Regions from separate parts of the Mus musculus genome. Here region 2 is linked to region 1. A link is a contact called in public HiChIP or PLAC-seq data. All regions are on one chromosome and are shown on one strand. Each heading gives the region's core, a stretch centred on a gene start, on an enhancer-like site or on the middle of the called end of the contact. The rest is flanking DNA. Distances are from core to core; before and after follow the strand shown.

What was found. HiChIP or PLAC-seq counts read pairs in DNA pulled down with a chosen protein or histone mark.
Region 2: an H3K27ac HiChIP or PLAC-seq map of embryonic stem cells shows a contact between it and region 1, with 7 read pairs. The contact joins the promoter of 4933411K16Rik here to the enhancer-like site in region 1. A contact is called at or near these places in 2 of 39 promoter capture datasets (cranial neural crest and pre-B cells), 1 of 15 datasets of contacts at CTCF or cohesin (the NIH/3T3 cell line), 1 of 115 datasets of contacts at active chromatin or transcription factors (embryonic stem cells) and 3 of 9 other capture datasets (adipose tissue, liver and pancreatic islet).

What each region holds. Positions count from the first base shown.
Region 1 is chr19:42,006,813-42,010,460 of GRCm38.p6, reverse strand. All of the region lies in intron 1 of Ubtd1 (ubiquitin domain containing 1), which reads right to left. Among named protein-coding and RNA genes, the nearest start is that of Ubtd1, 27 kb to the right of the region's middle. Within about 2 kb of position 1,465, at least 57 of the 459 cell types and tissues checked have an H3K27ac peak or open chromatin away from gene starts, as enhancers often do. A contact at or near this core is called in the NIH/3T3 cell line and embryonic stem cells, where this site is marked.
Region 2 is chr19:42,050,884-42,054,794 of GRCm38.p6, reverse strand. 4933411K16Rik (RIKEN cDNA 4933411K16 gene) reads right to left here and starts at 2,567. Exons shown (of 1, transcript NM_025752.2): 1 at 1,167-2,567. The coding sequence starts at 2,363. The coding sequence ends at 1,449. The region is part of intron 1 of Hoga1 (4-hydroxy-2-oxoglutarate aldolase 1); the gene reads right to left.

The sequences.
Region 1 (3,648 bases), core at 216-2,715:
GGAGAAGGAGGCAAGAGCAAAGATGAGCCGGACTTTAAAAGAGAGAACACAAACACATTAGGGGAGAATGCAGAAGAGACTCTGAGCTGGGTGGCATTAGATAACAAAACAAGCCAGCACATCCCCACAGCAGACAGCTTCACCTGCTTGGTTTGCTCTGAAGCAAAGATGAGAACACCTTGGCTCCCCCCAGGTGGTGGCTTTCTGCAAGCCAGTCAGTCTCTCTCAGCTGTCTTACCTTTCTAATAATGGCGTCCCACTCGGCTGACCTTCAAACTGCCTGCTAAGCCAGCCAACTACCTAGACCCCAGTGTCACAATCTCTGCTGTCTAGGCTCACATGTAGCCCTAGGTTCCCCCAACAATGTACTCCAGGCCAGCCTCAGTGAAGGCTTTTTCACTGGTGAATTATTTAGGTCTTTTTTTTTCCTTTATGTTTCTGTATACTGGTGTTTTGCCTGAACGTATGTATGTGTGCATCATGTATGTGTCTGATGCCTGTGGCCATCAAATTGGAGTTACAGATGGTTGTGAGCCACCAGGTGGATGTTGGGATCAAACCTCGACCCTGTATAAGAGCAGCCAATGCACTTAACTGGTGGGCCATCTCTCCAGCCCCATCACTGGCAAATTTTTAAGGAAAACCCCTTCACCCCAGGGTCTGTCACAGCACTCGTGCCCCTTTCTTCCTTTTGGACCCTCAAGCCACAGGCAATCTGCTCTCAACCTAGGAGCTATCTCTATTCTTCTCAGATCATGAGGCAATTACTTGATTTATCAGAGGATCAGCTTGTAGGCTAGGTTATATATGCCTGGGACCAGCCCCAGAACCGGCACAAGTTGCAGAAACATAGTCCAGCCCCTGCAGTACTAAATAGGAGCCCTCACCCAAACACCTTCCTCATTTTTTAGAAATTTTTTTAAAATGACATACGCCACACATAGAGAAATTACCTAAGAGAAACATAAAAAGAGAAAAATGTAAGTCACCTGTATTCTATTGCCTAAAAATAACTAGCAAAACCACACTGAGGTATTTTCTTTTTCTTCTCAGTTCACTGGGATCACACAGTGTGCATAACTGAAGCTTGTGGTGTTGTAACAGCCTCACTCTGAAGCCAGCCCCCAGCTCAGTGACTCCCAACCGCCTGCTGCTAGTCATATTCACCTATGGCGGCTCAATGCAAATCCAGATGCCCAAATGCTTGGTTGTGCCTGCTAGTGACTCAGGAAGCACGTGAAATCTAAATAAAATAAAAAGTCCTGCTGTCTTTATTCCAGACTCACTCAGGAAGCAATTACTCGGTGCTCACCACGCTACGTGCTAGGCACTATACCAAATGTGATTCTTCAAAGCCAGACAGAATCCTCGACTCATTCATCCATCCATCCACTCAGTCACAACACGCACGAAGCCCTAGGCCTGTGACTGTGGACAGAGTAAAACACTTTCAAGGTCAGAGCCAGTCAGGGAGACAAACACAAAAGGACAGTGAAAGATCAAGTTACAAGCGCAGAGAACAGAGATGGATGGCCTTAGAGGAGGTAAAGCAGAAGAGGACGTGCTCCCATCTCTCAGTCTGGGCCCCAGTAGAGGGTATGATTGTCAGGGTTCTGAGCTGCTGTGATGGACAAGGAACCTGTCTGGCCTAGCAGTGTACTGAGGTCTCTGCAGCAGGCAGTCTGCATGGAGATGGAGATGGAGATGGAGGGACTGGATCTGGGAGGGGCTTGAATTGCATATTAGGTAACTCTGTTTCTAAAACCAAGGCTGGAGCTCTTACCAAGGGCAGGCACATACCCAACCACTAAGTTCTCCCCAGCATGTTTCTAATTTCCTACACTGTGATGAAAGTCTTCGCACATAAAGCTTTGGGCACATTTCAGCTTGGTCCCTGTGATAAAATCCTCACTGGGGAATTTCTAGGTCAAAGAGGCAGGATATTTTTAGGGCTCTTGGTCCTTTTGCCAAACTGCTTTCCAGAAAGACCTCTGAATTTCCATTCTACCAGTAGTGCCCACAAGTGCAGTAGTGTTCAGGTCCAACAGGGGTCAGAGGGCAGCTCCTGTTCCCTCCACTGTTAGGACAAAAGACTCAGGAAGCACCTTTCTTAGGTTCCGAATGAAAGGATGGCTTCCAGGAACAGGTCACGCTACAGCAACAGGACCTGAGGCTAAGGAACTAAGTGGGGCTAAGTAGCTTTGCAGATAAGCTGGGCCAAATAAGAGGCTCTCTTCTTGTTCTAACCCATCTTCCTTACTTTAGTGATATCTCACTCATTTGCTCAAAAACATTCCCTTCCACAACTTTCCAATGCCTGTAAGGCAGAGGCTGGAGAGACGGCTCGGTGGTTAAAGAGTGCAGGCCACCTCTTCCTGAAGACCCAGCAGCAAGTCAGGCAGCTTCTGGAACCCCAGCTCCAAGGAATCCAATGCACTCTTCTGGCCTCTACAGGTACACACAGACACACAGACACACAGACACACACACACTGGCCTCTACAGGTACACACACACACACGCACACGCACACACACACAGACACACACACAGACACACACACACACACACAGACACACACAGACACACACACACACACACACACGCAGTACACACTCATAGACATAGACACATTTCTAAAAACACCCTAAAATATAGTGAGTTGGCCTAATGTTATTTATATTTTAATGTTAATATTGGGCCCCTAAGACTGGTTGCCCCAGAAATGAGAGAGTCTACAGGTAAGATGCTGAGTGACCCTGCCCCAAGTTACTTCTGATAGGTAAATAAAGATGCCAACAGCCAATAGCTGGGCAAAAGCTTGTCGGTGTTAGAGAAAGCACAGAACATGCCTGTGCCTGCATGGGATTCCAGAAATGACCGTTTCCTTTTATTGTTCCCAAGTGTCATCCTCTCATTCCTTGTCTTGCCACCGTCAGGCCTGTCCTTGAGGGTCAAGGCGGTCTGGGCCAGCAGGCTGAGTGCAGTGTGTCTGACTGAGGCTCTGATGCTAAAGTGCCCAGCACAAACAGATGCTCTGAAATGAGATGTCAGTGGCAGAGGAACCAGGAGGGAAGCAGTACCTGGAAGTACGATGTGTCAAGGAAGCTGAATCCCAAGGTCTCTAGATCCTTTAGGTAGGCAGACAAGAGATGCTAAGGCAGCTAGAGGGGCCTGTTAGCTCAGGGATGCTTCATCAGAAGAAAAAAGAGAGGCAGACAAGAAACAGGACAAGGAGATAAAAACCTCTACAGAAGACCTAGGAGAAGACAGACATGTAACTCAGTTGAAGAGCCCTTGCCTAGTGCATACAAGGCTCTAGGTGTGATTACTGGCATGAAGGAGAGAGGGGAGGGGAGGGGAGGGGAGGGGAGACCCCAGGAGTTGCCAGAATAGCCTAGTGTCTTCAGTCAGTTCCCTCTCAGAGACACTGTCACAGCATAGCACCCTCCAGATTCCCTCCAACCTCTTAACACCCTGTTCCTAGCACCACACGGCCCTGCATGCCCATCTCCACTCTCCCCCTGGCCAAATACATTCTAAGGAAGAAGGTAACTAAAGCGCTAGCTTTACTCTTCAAACAGAGCTCTTCAGATGCTGCAATAAGAATGCTGTGGTCAGAAAGGAGGCAGAATGTGTCTGGGCAGCG
Region 2 (3,911 bases), core at 1,318-3,817, 43 kb before region 1:
ACAGATGCATCATATGCCCACAGAAAAGTTTAAACATTTAAAATGAATGTAATGCATACAGATTCACACTAGGGATGCCCAGAAAATAAAACTACTTCCCATCAAACTCCATAAAAAGCAACTGACCACATTTAAGGTATTTATGAACTTGGCCGTGCTTCGCCCCAGAGGTCTAAGGCCCACCGACTGGTAACCTCCCTGGCAAATGTGTAACAGATTCAAATCTATGCCAAAGATTTACTTGGAGGTCAGCAGTGACTCGGGGACCTGTCCAAAGAATTGCAGAAGTGGCTGCTTGATGTGGGAGTAGAGGGTCACTTCTTACTCCTTGAGGCCCAGGAGGCAGACACTGGAAGAATGCCAGGCTTTTGTGGGCGGGCAGAAGTGGCAGGGTGTGGAGGGATGTCACGGATAGGCTGAGAGGCAGGACAGAAGAGGACAGGGAGACAATCTCTGAGCAGAGGTCAGGAGACTGTGGGACTGTGGGGCAAGATGGATCTAAAAATCTCACTAAGTCATCCAGGAGTAGTTCTATCTCTGAACCTCAGGAACCTTGTTTATGACAGAGAAGACATCCCCATGGCTGTGGCTTAACACAACGCATCTACTTAAAAGAAGCACAGCAGGGCACTCAGGAGGCAGAGCCAGGCATATCTTTGTGAATTCAAGACCGGCCTGGTTTACACAATGAGTTCCAAGACAGACTGAGCCACACAGTTTCAAAAACAAAATCGTGAGTGGTAACCGTAAGTAGTCTTAATATTGGCAGCATCTATAGTAGCCACAGTCACAAGTCAAGCAATGGCGACATGACCCAGCTATGTCTCATACAGCTTTCCAGCTGTGGACACATGGATCTCTGTGGACTCTAGAAACTTGAGATGGCACCAAGAGGATGGGGCCTAAAGTCCCACCTGTCTGAAAGCCTGTCCCTGGTTCCTCTTCCCAAGCATCTGGCTATATCCTACTTCTTGGCAACAGTAGGCAGATTGGATTGGGGTCTCTGGCAGTACCCTAACCCAGACCAGGGGAGGCTGTTCTGATGCTAAGTCTGATGCAATGGAAAGGGCCCCAGACAAGGCCCACTTGCAGCACTGCTGGGGACATACCCTCTCTTCCAACCCTGCCCAGATGTCAGTTGACTACAGAGCCCCTGGACACAGAGTGAGGGTGTGCAGGGCTTTATTGGCTCCATTCAGGCATGTGGAGTCAGTGTGGGGCTTGTGGTTGCTCCTGTAATCTGCCTCCTGTCTTCTCTCGTGGGTCATCAGGGCCTTTGGGCTGTTGAAGCTGCGTCCTTTCCTCCTTCCCTCATGACCTCTGCTGGGGCCAGAAGCAGCAGGAATTTGGTTGGCAGTCTCTTACCCTGACCGCGTAGGTTTCCCCATAGAAGAGAAAACAGGCCTATGTATGAGAGCCAGCCCTGTGGGGGGCAGGGACACATGGTTTCAAGAGCCATAGATTGGGTTTCTGCGGTTGGGCAGATTATGGCTCTGGTGGCTTGGGTGACCTGGCTGACCCTGGTGACTCTGGTGACTCGAGTGACCTGGATGACCCTGGTGGTTGGAGTGGCCCAGATGAGTCTGGTGGCTTGAGAGGCCTGAATGACCCTGGTGGTTGGAGTGGCCCGGATGACTCTGGTGACTTGAGTAACTTGGATAACTCTGGGGGCTCAAGTGACTTGGATGATGACCCTGGTAGCTGGAGTAAACGGGATGACTCTGGTTGCTCTGGTGGCTTGGATAGGAATGGTGGCTTTGGTTACTATGGCGACTCTGGCTATAGACTGTGTGCGATTGGTTGGCCCCAGCTACTCCAGTTTCATGGTGAGTTAGGAAATTCCCTTTCAGTTTTATCTCCACCTCCTCCAGAGCCTTCAGCTCTTCTGGGCTGATGTTCCTGGATTCTGCATGGCCTTTACGACGGTGAGTTGTGGAGCGCTGCAGCATGGAGTTAGCCACGCGATGCCCCTTGGCATCAATCTCCTTCGTACAAGCTGCCACAGCAGCCCAGGTGTCATCCTCCATGGACGGGGACTTCCCTGACTCCCTCTGCATCTCTTTGGTCATTGAGCTTCCAGATATCTTCTGTTTGCTGGCAAACGAATCTCGGTGCAGAGCCGCGCCCCTTTCTCCGTGTTTGGTGGTGAGGGTATCCACGTGGAGGGTGGTATTGACTTCCCCATGCCTGCTTTCAGGTGAGTGGCCATTGTTGCTGACATAGCGGTAGGTGGGCAACCTCTCCTCGGATAGGCGGCTGAAGTGAGATTTGATCCAGCTGTCATTTGCTCGGTGGGATTCCAGAGGCTTGTCTTCTGTAGTCTCAGTGGCTGCCTTCCTTTTCTTCCTGTGAGCCCACAGCATGAGGCCTCCACCTCCGAGCAAGAGAGCGGTCCCCAGCACCACCCTGCATGATGGTTGCTGGAGGAACCCCAAGAAGTCCTCCAGGGCCCTAGGCCTCACAGAGAACTAAGAGCACAGTGGGAGTGCTGGAGCCCAGATGGTAAGGTTCATGCTTGAAGGGACCGGAGCCCTGCAGGTATCTGGCAAGCAGGCCCCTGCCTCGCCCTCCCTAGGATGCCCTCTGACACCTCAGCAATGAGCCCCATTGTGAGGAAGGCAGCTGGGGGTGGGGTGAGGCAAGGCCACCTCATCACTCAGACCTAGTCTGGCAAGCTTCCTGTAAGGATCAGGTCTTGTCTCCTTTTCTCCATAGAAAGAAAGATAGCATCATTTAACTCTTCTGCCTCCCACTTCCAAGGCTCTCTGCTCTTCTGTTCTGCTTAATTTCCAGTCTTCGGTTTCCCTTGTTCCTGTTCCTGATCTAGTGGCCGCCACAGGATAGAGGATACTGAGTCAGTTTGGCCATGAAAAACTGGGACCACTCAATTAGACTGATATCCATCCCTGGTCAATAAGTGTTGTACTCAATACCCACGACCCATCTCTGCTGTCAGCACAATATCCCTAGCTCTATTACAGGGAAGAGTCCAGAAGGGAAAGGGTCCGGGAAGGGGCTCATATGGAACAATGTGAGGTCACAATTGAGAACAAAGAATAGGCTGAGAAAGCAGAGCAGGTAGGACTGACTGCAGGGCCATCCCAGGGTAATTAAGCTACATCTTGCCTGAATAATAGCCAGCAGATACAGAATTTGCCCCCTGATAAACATGACAAAGTTTTGAGCCTGGCTAGCCTGCTCAATCTTGAGTAACTCCTATGTATATGGGGCTAGAAGCAGGCCTGTGCTACTGTTTCCCTCAAGGCAAGTAGCACACTTAGAGAATGCCAAATGGGGGCTGGAGAGATGGCTCAGCGGTTAAGAGCACGGACTGCTATTCTGAAGGTCCTGAGTTCAAATCCCAGCAACCACATGGTGCCTCACAACCATCTGTAATGAGTTCGGATGCCCTCTTCTGGTGTGTCTGAAAACAGCTACAGTTTATTTATCTGAGAGAAAGAAAGAAAAAAATGCCAAATGTTGGCATTGGAGAAGCTGTGTTGTTTGTAGCTAGAAAAAAAAAAATACTAGACAGTTAAGAACACTTACAGAGGTCTTAAGTTCAATTCCCAGCAACTACATGGCAGCTCACAATTTATCTAATATGGGATCTGATGTCATCTTCTGACATGCAGAGAGCTCATGAACATAAATATATTTTTTGTTGTTTTTCTAGATAGGGTTCTCTATGTGACCTTGGTTGTCCTGGAACTAACTCTGTAGACCAGGCTAGCCTCAAACTCATATCCACCTAACTCTGCACTACCCCCTGGCTGGAAAAAAAAAAAAAGTTGTGGTATCTGAGAGGCTGGAAAGCTAGGTCCAGAGCACTTGCTATTCTTCTAGAGGCCCTGAGTTTGGTTTCCAGTACTCGTCCAGCAGCTCAGTCCTCTGTAACTCCAGTTCCAGTG